Linked DNA regions of Gossypium arboreum: region 2 is linked to region 1. Evidence: chromatin contacts called from public Hi-C data. All regions are on one chromosome and are shown on one strand. The core of a region is the stretch at or near the end of the contact, and the rest is flanking DNA. Distances in the headings are between cores, read along the strand shown. Region 1 holds the start of LOC108461933 (protein DETOXIFICATION 19-like). Region 2 holds the start of LOC108464422.

Region 1 (6,654 bases), core at 1,310-3,809:
GAGAAAAGGAAAGAAATGATGCAAGAAGCTTGTAAGTAGATTCCCAGCATGTTATAAGTTTTTGCACCAAATCCTTGACCACAAAGAGTCTCCAGTGCTCCACTTAGTCCCACCTGAAAAACAAACAAACAAACAGAAAGGAAAGGACTGTTCAGATAGCCAGCTTTCAATTCACACAACTACAAGGCTTTGACATTACATCAGATACATGGAGATCTCAGAATTATATACACAATAGCAAAAAAAAAAAAAAAAAAATCTATGAAAGATCCCTTAAATCATAGATGAAAGCTATAATCAAGTAGGTAAAAGATAGCAGAAGGTTGGTAATCTTCTTTGGCGTAAGAAAGGAGACGTTTGTGTTAAAATTGCAAGGGATAATTTGTTTCTTCTACAATTTACAAATGCTGAAGCTAGAGAAAGGTCCATTGCATTTTCAGAATAAGCAGGTGATACTAAGCAAATGGGAGCCTAATCTGAAGTGTTTGGAGTTCTAACTGGAAGTACTTCATCTATTCCTTGATGATAATTGCTGTAAGGAATATTAGAGGGTTTAATAACCTTTTAAGAGTATGAAAGTAGTCAATAGAATTCATAAACTGAACATTGATGTTGTATGCCTACTGGGAACTAGGGTCAAGCAAGATAAATCACTGAATATTGCTAATAGTTCTTTTTCTTGTATTACATTGGTATTTATATGGTATTAGCACCAAATAAATTCGCTCTATTAAAAAAATTGATTTTTTTTTTATTTTACCAATCAATGATTAGTTACTGTGACAAATTGATGGCGTTATTCTCTTTGATCCCGCCAACTATCAACTATTCATTTCAGATCATTTACTTATATATTCATTAATTAAAATTTTTAGGTTATTTTTATAAAAAAATCAAACTTGTCCAAGCTCAGTCTGACTTGACTTGGGCCAAGCTTGAATAAGTATTTTTGTATCTCGACTTTGTTTAAATTCAATTTAAATATTAAAAAAATTAAAATTAAATTAAAATTAAATTTTAAAATATATAAAATATCAATAAACATATAATTTAATATTTTATTAATTTTAAATAATTAAACGATTTTTTTGAGTGAACCGACCCAAAACAAAATTTTCTGAAATCAGGCCTTGGTCTGGCCGGCCCATCAACATCTCAACATTCCCTAGTTTGAAGGTGGTGTAGGAATGAAACGTTTGGATAATTGATATATAGCTTGTATCATTCAAGTGATTAGAAGCATATTGGCAAGTCTAAGGCTCTTTATGGATAGCCTGGTTGAAGGATTACACGCTAAAAAATCCATATTTTTGCAAGTTTCACTGAGAAGAAATTCTAGCTAGAGCTGGAGGAAGATTCTAAAACTCGGAAGAAGCTGCATCTGTGTTGGCTAACTTGGATGTCAGTAACAATAAACTAACTATTTCTGCAATTTGGAATGAAACTAGAGAAAAGGAGAGGAAAGTCGGATGATTTGGTTTCCACTTCATATACCAAAACATTCCTTTCTAATTTGAACGTTTGTCCTTCCAACAAAAGATAAGACTTACTGGAAGGGGGATGAGCATTGAGAGTTATTGTTCGCTATGTCAAGGGAACTAGGAAACAAGAGATCGTCCTTTTGTAAATTGTATGTTTGTTAGTGTCTTACGACCTAGGAGAAGCTGGGGGATGGAATCAGGAGATTCATTGACTTTGCACAAGACTTAAAGGCAAAGCTCTTGTTGTTTATATTTGAAGTTAGCATGGAATTCTTTCATTTACTTGGTCTGGCGAGAAAGAAATAGAAGACAGTTTCAAAGGTAACGTTTGAGTATTGGTGAGCAGGATATTGTAGGTTTAAGGCTTTCTTGGATAAATAAAAACTTACCAAAAAAGAAAGAAAGAAAGAAGAAGCTATAATCAATGAGACCCAATCTTTTATTTTCTTCTATAACCCTTCCCAACAAATTTCTTCACCTAACAGTCAAGACAACAGTAATCATAAAGCTATAACCCAGTATACCAGTCTATAAATGTGAGGATACAATAAGCTTTTAAAGAGCTTTATTTTCTCCAAATAAGACGGAGTCATGACCTATGGTGTTATAAAGATGGGATGAGAGTAAATATAGAGTTACCATGAAAGCGTAGCCAGTGACATTGGCCCATGAATTGGCAAGTGTAGCACCAGCAAGGTCAAGCTCTCCAAGGTGACCAGCAAACATGACAGAAACCAAAGCAATGGCATAGTAAAAGACATTGGTAAGGATCATGGGCAGTGAAAATAAGATTTGAGTCTTCGCTTCTTCTACATCTAAAACATTCCTCAAACACCTTGTTTCTGTACTTTGGTCTTGTCTTTGGGAAGCTTGACTCAAGAGAGCTGTAGTATCTAAGCTTGAGTTTGATGGCTCCATAACTCAGATTTTCTTGGGATGAACTTTTTTCGTTTTGAAGGATTATTGGGATATTCTTGTTCGTTATTATTGCTTACCAATTTGGCATTTTTCAATCTCTTGAAAAAGAAAGAAAAAGAAATTGGAATGACGGATGGGATTCTTTATGTGGTAAGTCTGGTAGATGGAAATTGATTGGTCGTATTCAACGCAAAAACAAATATATGGTTGCAATTATACACAACTTTTTTTCGCATATGTTCTTATTTTGGATATACCAACAAAAGTTTGACTATTTGTTATTTAAATAGAAGGAAAGGATGAGGAGAGATTAAATCTTTCTTAATTAATTTATAGATTAAAGTTAAATCATTGCTATTCCTATTGCTATTTAACTGCTATAAGATCCACAATTCTCTGAACTTAGGCTTTTGTTGTTCACATAAAAACATTCTCTCCATAGAATAAATGTAAAATAACTAGAAATAATCGAAATCAAAACTATTTTTAATGATAATGACTAAAATATAAGTTTTTTCAGTACCAAAAATAAAAACTTGTAAAGTTAAATGAGTAACCATGAAATTTTTTCTTTGTTATGAAAGTTGAAATATTGAGATTTTATGGGGACTACTGCAGATGTGGATGGATCGGGGCAGGAACACTCAATTGGCAACTAAAATAGACAGGCTGGAGCCACACTTCCTCTTAAACGCTCTCAGGCTTTGATCTATGTGCCCCTAGAAGGAAGGAAATTTTACAGATTTATCTTTCAAGATATGATTGAACCCCAGTTTTTAAACGTGGTACACATGCTATATCATTAGTTGATTAATTTTGAAACATCAATACATACATTGAAATTTAAACATTACTAAAAGTATATAAAAATTATAAAAAAAAGAGTAAACTATACCATGGTTTGCTTTTTTTTTTTCGGAATTGGTTCAAATTTTTTTATTAATTACGAAAATAATTCACTTGTAAAATTATGTCTGAGAATAAGCCATTTGCTATAGTAAATTTTTATGTCATCGTTGCTATTGACGGCACGACCTCTAATAAATATTTAATTATTGGTCAATTTTAAAAATAATAATTTCTTTGGGTGTTGTTGTTGCCATTGGCTGTACTAGTAAAAATAAGTGTACATGTCATGCTAGAATACTCATATTCTAAGAAAAAAGAAAAAAAATATTAATAGAAAGCATGTTAGATTTTTTTTGGTGGTGTTGTTCTCTTTGACAATGTCGGTGCTTTTTTTAAAAAATAATTTTTAATAGGCGTTGCCGGCCTCTATGACAGCTCTGAGAAATTCTAAAAACATTGTAATTCATTTTTTAAAACGAAGACTTAGATTTAGAGCAACAAAAAAATAAAATGAAACCTTAATGAGAAAAAAGAAGGAAAAAAATGATATGTATATATTTGGCTTAAAAGTAGAAGCTCCAATAGTGAGAAAAATGAGAAAGAAAATTGAAAAACTTTTAAGAAAAATAAAAAATTATGGGGGAGAATGAAGAAAAGTTGAAATAATAAATAAAAGTTTTCTAATTTTCTTTCTCACCTTTCTCACTATTGGAGCTTCTCTTTTTAGCCAGGTTTATATAATTTTTTCTTCTTCTTTTTCTTCATACTTCTTCACTTGAAGATGAAGGTATCAAGTTTTTCGTTGCACAAGGTCCAGATCTTCATTTTACAGAATGGATAACAATTTTTTTTTAATTTCCCTGATGCCGCTATAGAGGCGAGCGACACCCATTAAAAAAATCAATTAAAAAAAACACATTTGTGCCGCCAAAGAGAACGACAATACCTATTAAAAATATTATTTTTAATAAAAACACCAGTGCCTCTAATGCAAACGGCAACACTTGTTAAAATATAATTTTTTTTCTTTTTCCCTCATAATACGAGTATTTAGCATGACATGTATTTTTATTGGTGCCGCCAATGGCAACTATGACACTCAAGGAAATTATTATTTTTTAAATTGGCCAATGATTGGGTGTTTATTAGGGGTGGTGCTGCCAATGGTAATAGCGACATTGAGGTTTATTGTAGCAAACGAGTTATTCTTCTTATATATGATTTTGCAAGTGGGTCATTTTTGTAATTAATATAAAATTTCGGGCCAATTAAAAAAAAGCCCCCATGGTCATTCTAAAATAATGTTTGTCTTATTTTGGTCACTCGTATTTTTTTATTAATTTAGCTACTTTAAATAAGATAATTATATGAATTAGTCATTGCCGTTAAAATTTTCATTTTCTTTTAACAGATTACTGATGTGACACATAAGTAAATTGAATGACTGGCATGTGATATTTTTTCATTGACTTTTGACTAAAGTTTATAAACCTCTCTATAATTAGTTCAAAACTTTTCCCTTCTAAACTTTATAGAAAGGTACTAAACTTTAGTCGAAAGTAAAAAAAATAAAAATAAAAAATGCAATATGTCAATCATTCAATGGGCTAATATACCACGTCAGTAATCTGTTAAAAGAAAATGAAAATTTTTACGACAAAGGACTAATTTACACAATTATTTTATTTAGAGTGACTAAATTGAGAAAAAAATAGAGTGAACAAAATAGAATAAACCTTATTTTAGAGTAACCATAAGTATTGTTTACCTAAAAAAAAAAACATAAAATCGATTTTTTTAAGTTTTTTATAAAATTTTATAAAACATTAAAAATAAAATATTTATTTTTTTATAAAATACTCAAAATTTTAAATAATTGATCTAATTTTTCAAAAAAATATTTTATTCAAAATTTTGGAATTTTCTTAAATTTTATTTTATGATTTTTATAAAAAATTGATTTTTTGGTAATATTATATACTATATTTATATTCGTTTTGTTAGTTTGCATAGTTGATATATTTTTATCATTAATTCTAGTAAAATTTGGACATACATGCTACTGGTTTTAGTGAATTTTGTTTATTTTTGAAAGATGTAATTTAATTTGTAAAGATATTAAAATTTAGAGATAACTTATGTAATTATTGCATGAGCGATGATTGATCAAGCTATATAAGTGTCAAGTCCTTAGAATTTTAAAATCTCAAATTTTTGTATTATAACCATTCTCTCAAAACCTTCAACCATTCATCAATGTTTAACTTAAACATGATTAAGCAATTTCTAAATCTATTGCTTGGGTTCTCATTATCTACTATCTTACACCAATAATCTATCAACAATTTGAAAGGAAAAGTCACGTACCTTCGGAATTTCTATAGTAAATGGAATATACAGAATTGTGATCAATCAAATATTGCAAAGCCTCGGTATCTATTATCGATCAGAATTGGATCATAACGGAATTTCGGTCTATACTGATACTATAATATCAGATTGGGGAGGGAGGTTAGAATTAGAGATTGATAGAAAAGCAAGGATATGAGCTCGTGTAAGTAGGAAACAGAAAATATCTATTCTAGTTCTATCACCAATGTGCTCACGGCCAATGGAGGTTTAAGATGGAAGAATGGAAGCATTAATTCTCTTTCTTTTCTTCATGTTTCCTTAATCATTAATATTAGTATAATCTAATGACTATCGTTTATCACGACACAATTTAATGGAAGTGAATGGATAGGATCATGTCAATCCACTAAATGATATTTAATTAAGGTCTAATTGCATTCAAGGTCATGGCTAAATAAATTAATAAGGGCTTGCTTAATTTCCAATCAATTTTCTTTATTTTAATCACTCCCCAATTTTGTCATTGTTTAATAACTTATCTACTTTAATCATTTACAAATTCAAATTTCTAATCCCTAATTTGTCTCATAGCCTTCTTGATTTAAAATTTTCAAATGGCTTAGTTTAATAAATTCGATTTCAAAATTGACTTTTACGATATCGATAAAAATTGGGTTGTTACACTCGACCTCTCGTTCTCTTTCGTCACTAACTTTGTTTGTCATCTCATCTCATCTCATTAGGATCTTAGTGTTGCTCGCTCTTGAGTATGAACACTCTCCTTACTAGAATCTTAGAATTGTTTTTGTCTACATCATTAAGTAAACTCTAACCTTGTATTTATAATTTAAAATTTGAAATATAACTAATTAGAATTTAAAATTTACTTGAATGAAATTTAAAAAAAAAATCTATTGTTAACTTGAAGGCAATTGTTAAGAACAAGCTAAGTTTTGACAGAACTAATTGAGGAAGTTGACACTTTTCTAAGTTATGTTCTGGTAGAATTAACTGAGGCAGTTGACATTTTTTCAAGCACTACGAAACATAGAAT
Region 2 (6,893 bases), core at 376-2,875, 290 kb after region 1:
TGAAGATGTCTTATTTTTTACAATTTTTTATTTATATTTTTAATTTTAAATTTAAATTTATACTAATTATTATTTATTTTATGTCTAACTAATGTTTGTGATAATTATTTTCTTGTGCTATTACACTAATAACTAAATGACACATTAAAATTAACCAAGTACAATTTATAATTAAAATAGGTAATTCAAATTATTGATGGTGAGAGATGAATAAACCTACCCACTTTGGAATGATTTAAGTCATGAAATTTGGGAATATCCCACACACTATCCAAGATTATTACAACACCAAGGTCTCCATGTGCATGGTTAAGCTTGAGTTGGCAAAATAACTTGATGATTTACACCACCAAAAACTCATCCCAATCACCCAACAAGGGGACCATATCTTTCCAAGCTGTCCCCTATACACCTCAAACACATGGTTCTCGCACATCCGATCATTTTAAACACGAAATAATCATATAAACATGTAAAAATCTATATAATACTGATTATAATTATCTCAACTTCCTTCCTTAATATAAATACTAGTACACAAGCTTACTTATATCAACATTCCAAACTCCCACACAAGATACATTGTAATCAAAATCTCCCACGGAAAATCGGAGGAAAAGGTTAAGCTCTGGTGATCAAGATTCCGATTTCGAATTCGGGTGCTATACCTGCCGCCCGGATTCACCCTCTTTAGATCCATATAAAACCTCACCAGCCGATCATCTTTTCTTCAATGGCCGACTCTTGCCACACGCCTTTCCTTTACAGCTTTCTCCAACAACAACAACAACAACAACAATGGGTTCAGCCGAAAATGGTTCTCGACCTACAAGCCGAACAAGCAGCATCAACAGCAAGCATTCATTGATGTCTTCGAGAAGCAACAGTAGCAACAGCAGAAGCAGTACTTGCAGCAGTGCAAGAACAAGCTCGAGTGACAGTTCGGAGAGGAGATTATTGTACCATAGAAGAATCCGAGGATGTGAAAACACAGCAAGCAAGCTTGCAAGTGGTCAGTTGTATGGGGATCCCCACAGATGGCAGTATATAACAGCAGTGCCTGTTCTGAAACGTGAGGTTTCCAGGAGGAAAATACTGAAGCTAAGAAACAAGGTGATCATCAACAAAAGTGTGTTTCTAGAGGAAGATCAAGGGGTTGCCTGAGATTTTTCAGGTTATTTTTGTTGGCCTGTAGGGAATGCCATGCCTTGGAACCTTCCAGGAAACAAAGGTGTGGGGCAAGGAAATTTGACTAGTGTTGTTCGATAATTCATGATTAATTAATCCATGTAGATTATTCAACCTTTTTTTCCCTGAATATATTCTTGTTTGAGTTTGTGTTGATTTTGTCCTTTCAACGTCATTTGTTTGGAATTTTGGCACAAAATTCCTTGTAAACAGAAAATAAAAAATCAGAAAGAAAAAAAAACCATTGAAGATATATATATCATTTCCATGATTTTGGTATTATTACATTATTAGATTTCAAATATTCGGTTTAATTTTTAATATTTTTAAAGAATTTTATAAAAATATATCTTATATCAATATTTGATTTACAAATTTAATACACCAATAAATATTTTAATTTGGTCTGTGAAAATTTCAATAATATAGATAACAAAGGCCCATTTGGATCATGGCCTTGCTGAGCCATGTTTTTACCTTAATACGCTGCCCGTTTAACGTTTATCTTACAAATCTCCTTCTAAAAGGCGCGTTTTAAGTCATCGCGAAATTAAAATTTTCCCGAAAAAAAAACCTCGAGAAAAACTCCATATTAACAAACAAAACTTTTATTTTTCTTATTCCTCGATTTTCTTTCAAAGCTCTTAAACACCCACGCTATTGACAGAAACAGAGATAGAACTATCGTAACAACGAAAGAGAAAGATCTGCAAAAACCCAACAGGTAAAATAAAAGGAAAACATCTTTCGAACAAAAAGAAATAATCTTATGAAATTGAAAAAAAAAAACATGTTGTTTTTGTTGGGATATTGTAGTTTCAGTATTAAAGGATATTGAAATTTGTCGCTGTTAAATTTGGTTTTAAGAATTCTTGTTTTTTTTTTTTTTTAGCATATCAATTTTAGCTTATCCTTTCTTTCGCGTAACAGAAGTGGAATTCTTTTTTTTTTTTCTTTTGGTGTCTCTTTATATGTTCTTTGCTTTCAGTGTGAGAGCTTATACATCTGCTTTTAATTAGATTTTTAGATCTTGAAATGTGGGAATCTTTTAGGATATGTTTTTGCATTTTGTTATTTGTAGGTGTTAGTTTTTATTTGAGAATATTAATGGTTTTGGTTTTATATTTCTGTTTCAGGGATTGGGTTTTTGATAATGGTTTTGCCTATTTAGAAGTGGGTATTGAATTGTAATTGAAGAATGGGTGGAATGTGAATGTTTTGAGGGGTTGATTTTGGGGTGGCTTTGATCTTTGGTGTCCAAGGAGTTTGTACGTAGAAATGGCTGATATAGAAGGTTTACAACCAGCAGCGGGGTATAGATTTAGTCAGGTGGAGTTGATTGGCAGGGGAGCCTTTGGTGACGTCTATAAAGTGTAAGCCTGTTATTTTGATTTATTTCCCAATCACATTGCTTGAGTTTATTTGCATTGTTTATTTACATTTTGTTGTAAGAAAAGAACTTAAATCTAATGTGAGTATTACTTGTGATTGAATATTTACGTTGCACATTGTAGAAATCTTTTTCCGGTGTTTAATTTAGAGTTGCTTCATGTTTGTGGGATTAGATTATTGATAATAATGCTTTATTGAATTGAAATCTTATCCTGTCTTAAGTAGAAAGTATACCATTTACCTAAAACTTGAACTAGTGTGTATATATATATGGACAAAAATATCTTCCTAACGGATGGGGAAAAAGGAGCTTAAAGGGCTGTTGGGTGAAGATTGACTAAGCACTAACTTGGCAACACCTAACAACCTTATGAGCATTATAATTACTTTGTTTTGTTATGTTTGTTGTTAGCTTCTTTGATTTTGCTAAGTTTTGACCATTATGATTATCTTGAGATAGGCACATTATTTGGTATGTGCTAATAATAGAAGTGGCTTCAAAAATGACTGTTGCAAAAAGATGTGGTTGTTTAAATCATGAGCCATGGTTAATGAAAATGAGATGGATAACTGATGCTTTTCTTGATTTGCAGGTTTGATAAGGAATTGAAAAAGGAAGTTGCTATCAAAGTTATTGATTTAGAGGAATCGTAAGTTGGTAACTTTGTTAAATTGTATTTGGTTTGTTCTTATTTCAACAGTCAAAAGGCTGGTGCTTGCTCTGAGCAAGAAAGTCTTGTATGCTATCTCTTGTTTAGTGTTTATTTTTTATGTTAGACCTAGCGATTCTGAATACAAGACAGTTACAGAGCACTAGCATGACACAGTAAATAACTAAATCATGATAATAATAAAAATGACATGACACCAAAAAAAAAAAAAAACATGATCCAACATGAATACACAAATGTGTCAAACTACATACAACATGAATTACTAAAGTATCCAATTTTATATAAATATATAATATCTTAAACATGCATGTGACACGTAAAATTACAGCTACACGACAAGAATACATGAATTGCCAGCTCGCTATTAAGTATTAAACCCACTCTTTTTTTCTTCCCCCTCCCATCTTCCTTTCAGTCTATGTCTAAGTGTTGGGTCTTCTGGTGGCAATCACTTTTTGTGTGACAAATAAATTAATTGCATCACTTGTTTGTGCATGCTTAGCAAAGTAAATTTATCTTCCTTTATCAGTATCATTCTTAAGAGCATCATAATTCATCAACTTGCATGGAAGTTACAGAAGCCTTTACTTATTAGCAAGTAGATGGGGCATATAACAACTTCCTTCTTTCACTCGGTGTTTATTTTTATTTTGGTTTTGGTTTTGGTTTTTTAGCTGTTTCTTATGGTTGCCTTTGTTTTGTACTCTGCAGTGAGGATGACATTGAGGACATCCAGAATGTATTGCCTTACTTTCCTGGGAGCTAGTATCCTAAGTTTTCAACTAGTAGGTTACTAGGTTTTTCATATGTTTTGTTTTTGTTCCAGGAAATTTCTGTTTTGTCACAATGCCGCTGTCAATACATCACAGAGTATTATGGTTCCTATCTTCATCAAACTAAACTGTGGTTGATAATGGAATACATGGCTGGTGGTTCAGTCGCTGACCTAGTAGGTCACTTCTACTTGCTTCTGCATGTTTGTTGCATGATGCTTGGCTGAAGATTAACAAATTTTGCTTCCCTATTAACATGAACTCTTTTGTGTTTTCTTGGTTTCACACTGTTTCTGATCAAGATATTTGAAAATTTGAAAATGACCATAACAATGATCATTACACATATACCATTATTAGGAAGAAACAGATTAGGAAGTCTTGATTTAGACTATGCCTTAATCAAAGAAGGAGTGGATTTAAATACTTCTCTCTGTATTACTAGATGAAGAACTTGGTTCCTAGCTTTTTCTTTTTCACTTTTCTAACAATATTTTCCATGTAGTTTGAATTCCATTGATCTTGAACTTGCTTTTGTTTTCTTCCCTTTTCCCTCTTTTCTTTTTGTAAAATATGAACCCCATGATATTTCTGCCATCTTTCCTGTAGTAGTGCTTTTATCTCCAATTTCAAGGTGTCTTTTTTAGCAGACATGACCCTTTTTCTTTTCTTCTTTTCTTTACCTGTTGTACTGTCAACACAAGGTTTCTTTTTCTGATATTTTTGGACAATTCCCTCATATACCTCTCTGGTTGTATGTGAACTAGTATTGGCTGCTTATATTAGTGTATTTTCTCTTGTTTATCATCTGACCCAGTGCACTATAATTGCCAAATAACACTTCCTTTTCTGTAAAGTTAATGGTTACTCGTTATGTACAGCTCCAATCAGGCCCTCCACTAGATGAAATGTCAATTGCCAGTATTTCAAGGGATTTGCTTCATGCAATTGAATATCTACATAATGAAGGAAAGATTCACAGAGATATCAAAGGTTGTTTTTCTTCACTCATGTTACCCACTTATAAGTTATAAGATATAGGTGCACGTAGATACAAATAATTTTAGAGCATTTGGTCTACAGACTTGTATAGTTATACCCTGCTTCAAGTAATTCTTCTTATTTTTCTTTTCAGCCATTTGATTTTCTAATGTTGTTTGTACCTAGCAATTTACTTTGTTCATTACTGGAAACATTTTTGCTATCACTTTTGGCAGCGGCAAACATTTTATTGACTGAGAATGGTGATGTTAAGGTACTTCTCTTCCTCTCAAATGGGCTCACGTTTTGCATGAATTATATCTGTAGAGTTCCTTCGCATATAGTATAAAGTGGTATAAGTATATACAATTTGCTCTTTGGAATTAATTTTGTGGCCTTGAAACAGGTTGCAGATTTTGGTGTTTCAGCACAATTAACAAGGACAATATCGCAGAGAAAGGTACGGTACAGTACATTTTATTTTGTTCACATTGTTTTTCCAATCTTCTCAGGCTTTGGCTGCTGTCTATGCCTAGGGTGGCACTGCTCTCTCTCCCTCCCTCCCTTCCTTCCTCCTTCCTCCTTCCTTCTCCCTCTCTCCCCCAGTGGTTTGCTTGTCTTATGATCATCAATGAACTAATATGGTTGACGATGTCAGACTTTTGTAGGAACACCATTCTGGATGGCACCAGAAGTTATTCAGAATTCAGATGGATACAACGAAAAGGTACTTCTAAAGCTGTGCTTTGGAGTTCTTTCTCGAGTTTTCTGACATGTTTTGTTGCTTCCACCTGCCATCCATCCATACATTCTCTTCCCCTCTTAGACACGTATACGCAGCCTGCCATATCTTTGTCTGCTAAGCCTTGTTGAGTAATGAGCATTTCATCATTTGATTCTTTGATGATACAGGCAGATATATGGTCTTTGGGCATAACTGTGATTGAAATGGCCAAAGGGGAACCTCCACTGGCAGACCTTCACCCAATGCGAGTTCTTTTTATAATACCTCGAGAAAATCCACCTCAGGTAATCTCAATAGTTTTGTTATCATGCTGAAATTTACATCAAATGATTTATGCTTATGTTTCTCATTCTCTTGGTGGAATCATCATGCTTTACAGTGTACATGTAATCCTAAATTTTCTATCTTGCAGTTGGATGAGCATTTTTCCCGCCCCATGAAAGAATTTGTTTCCTTATGTTTAAAAAAGGTACCTGCTGAGGTAAGCAATTAAGCTTTCACATATTTTTGTATTTGTTTAGTGTATGTTGTTTTTCTAGAGCCCTATAAGCTGCTAATAAACCACAACATTAGTCTTTAATTGTTGTTTTTTAAAACTATCCTGATATGTATTAGTCAAGTGATCCTGGGTTTATTGGCTGAGTTGTTTCTTAATGCTATAAAATGTCTTATGTTTTTCTTTAATTTGTATATTCAGAGGGCTACTGCTAAAGAACTTCTCAAGCATCGTTTTATCAAGAATGCTAGGAAGAGTCAGAAGCTTCTGGAGAGAATTAGGTGCCATCCCGTACTTGGTTCTTCTAATCTCTATATTATAGGAATCTTTATCTTACGGAATTTTCAGGTGTCAAAGCATCTGGAACTTGCCACATTATGCTTATGCCTATGTTTCTATAATGTCATGACTGGGGGATGCTAAGTTCGAAATATCATTTTTACCTTGGTTATTGTAGTTAAGATGCTTGCATTTTTTGTTCTTAATAGAGAGCGCCCAAAGTACCAATTAAAGGAAGATGCTGAAACCCCCAAAAATGGCCCCAAGCCTGTAGGAGAGTCAGCTGACACTGTGAAGGTGACAAGAGATGTAAGAGGTGAAGAAACTGTGAGAGCTAGGTGGGCTGATCATAGTAATTAGCTTTA

Evidence for each region. A called contact is a pair of places that touch in the nucleus more often than the background predicts.
Region 2: a Hi-C map of leaf shows a contact between it and region 1, with 3 times the contacts expected there. The contact joins the promoter of LOC108464422 here to the promoter of LOC108461933 in region 1. A contact is called at or near these places in 2 of 5 Hi-C or Micro-C datasets (both in leaf).

Annotation. Positions count from the first base shown.
Region 1 is chr13:113,436,411-113,443,064 of ASM2569848v2, forward strand. It overlaps LOC108461933 (protein DETOXIFICATION 19-like), which reads right to left and starts at 2,560. Exons shown (of 7, transcript XM_017761921.2): 1 at 2,121-2,560; 2 at 1-113. The coding sequence starts at 2,399.
Region 2 is chr13:113,722,747-113,729,639 of ASM2569848v2, forward strand. LOC108464422 reads left to right here and starts at 1,626. Exons shown (of 21, transcript XM_017764716.2): 1 at 1,626-1,912; 2 at 2,325-2,561; 3 at 3,174-3,230; 4 at 3,966-3,993; 5 at 4,081-4,203; 6 at 4,909-5,020; 7 at 5,245-5,282; 8 at 5,415-5,468; 9 at 5,667-5,735; 10 at 5,921-6,037; 11 at 6,166-6,234; 12 at 6,451-6,530; 13 at 6,738-6,866. The coding sequence starts at 2,467. It also overlaps the pseudogene LOC128286843.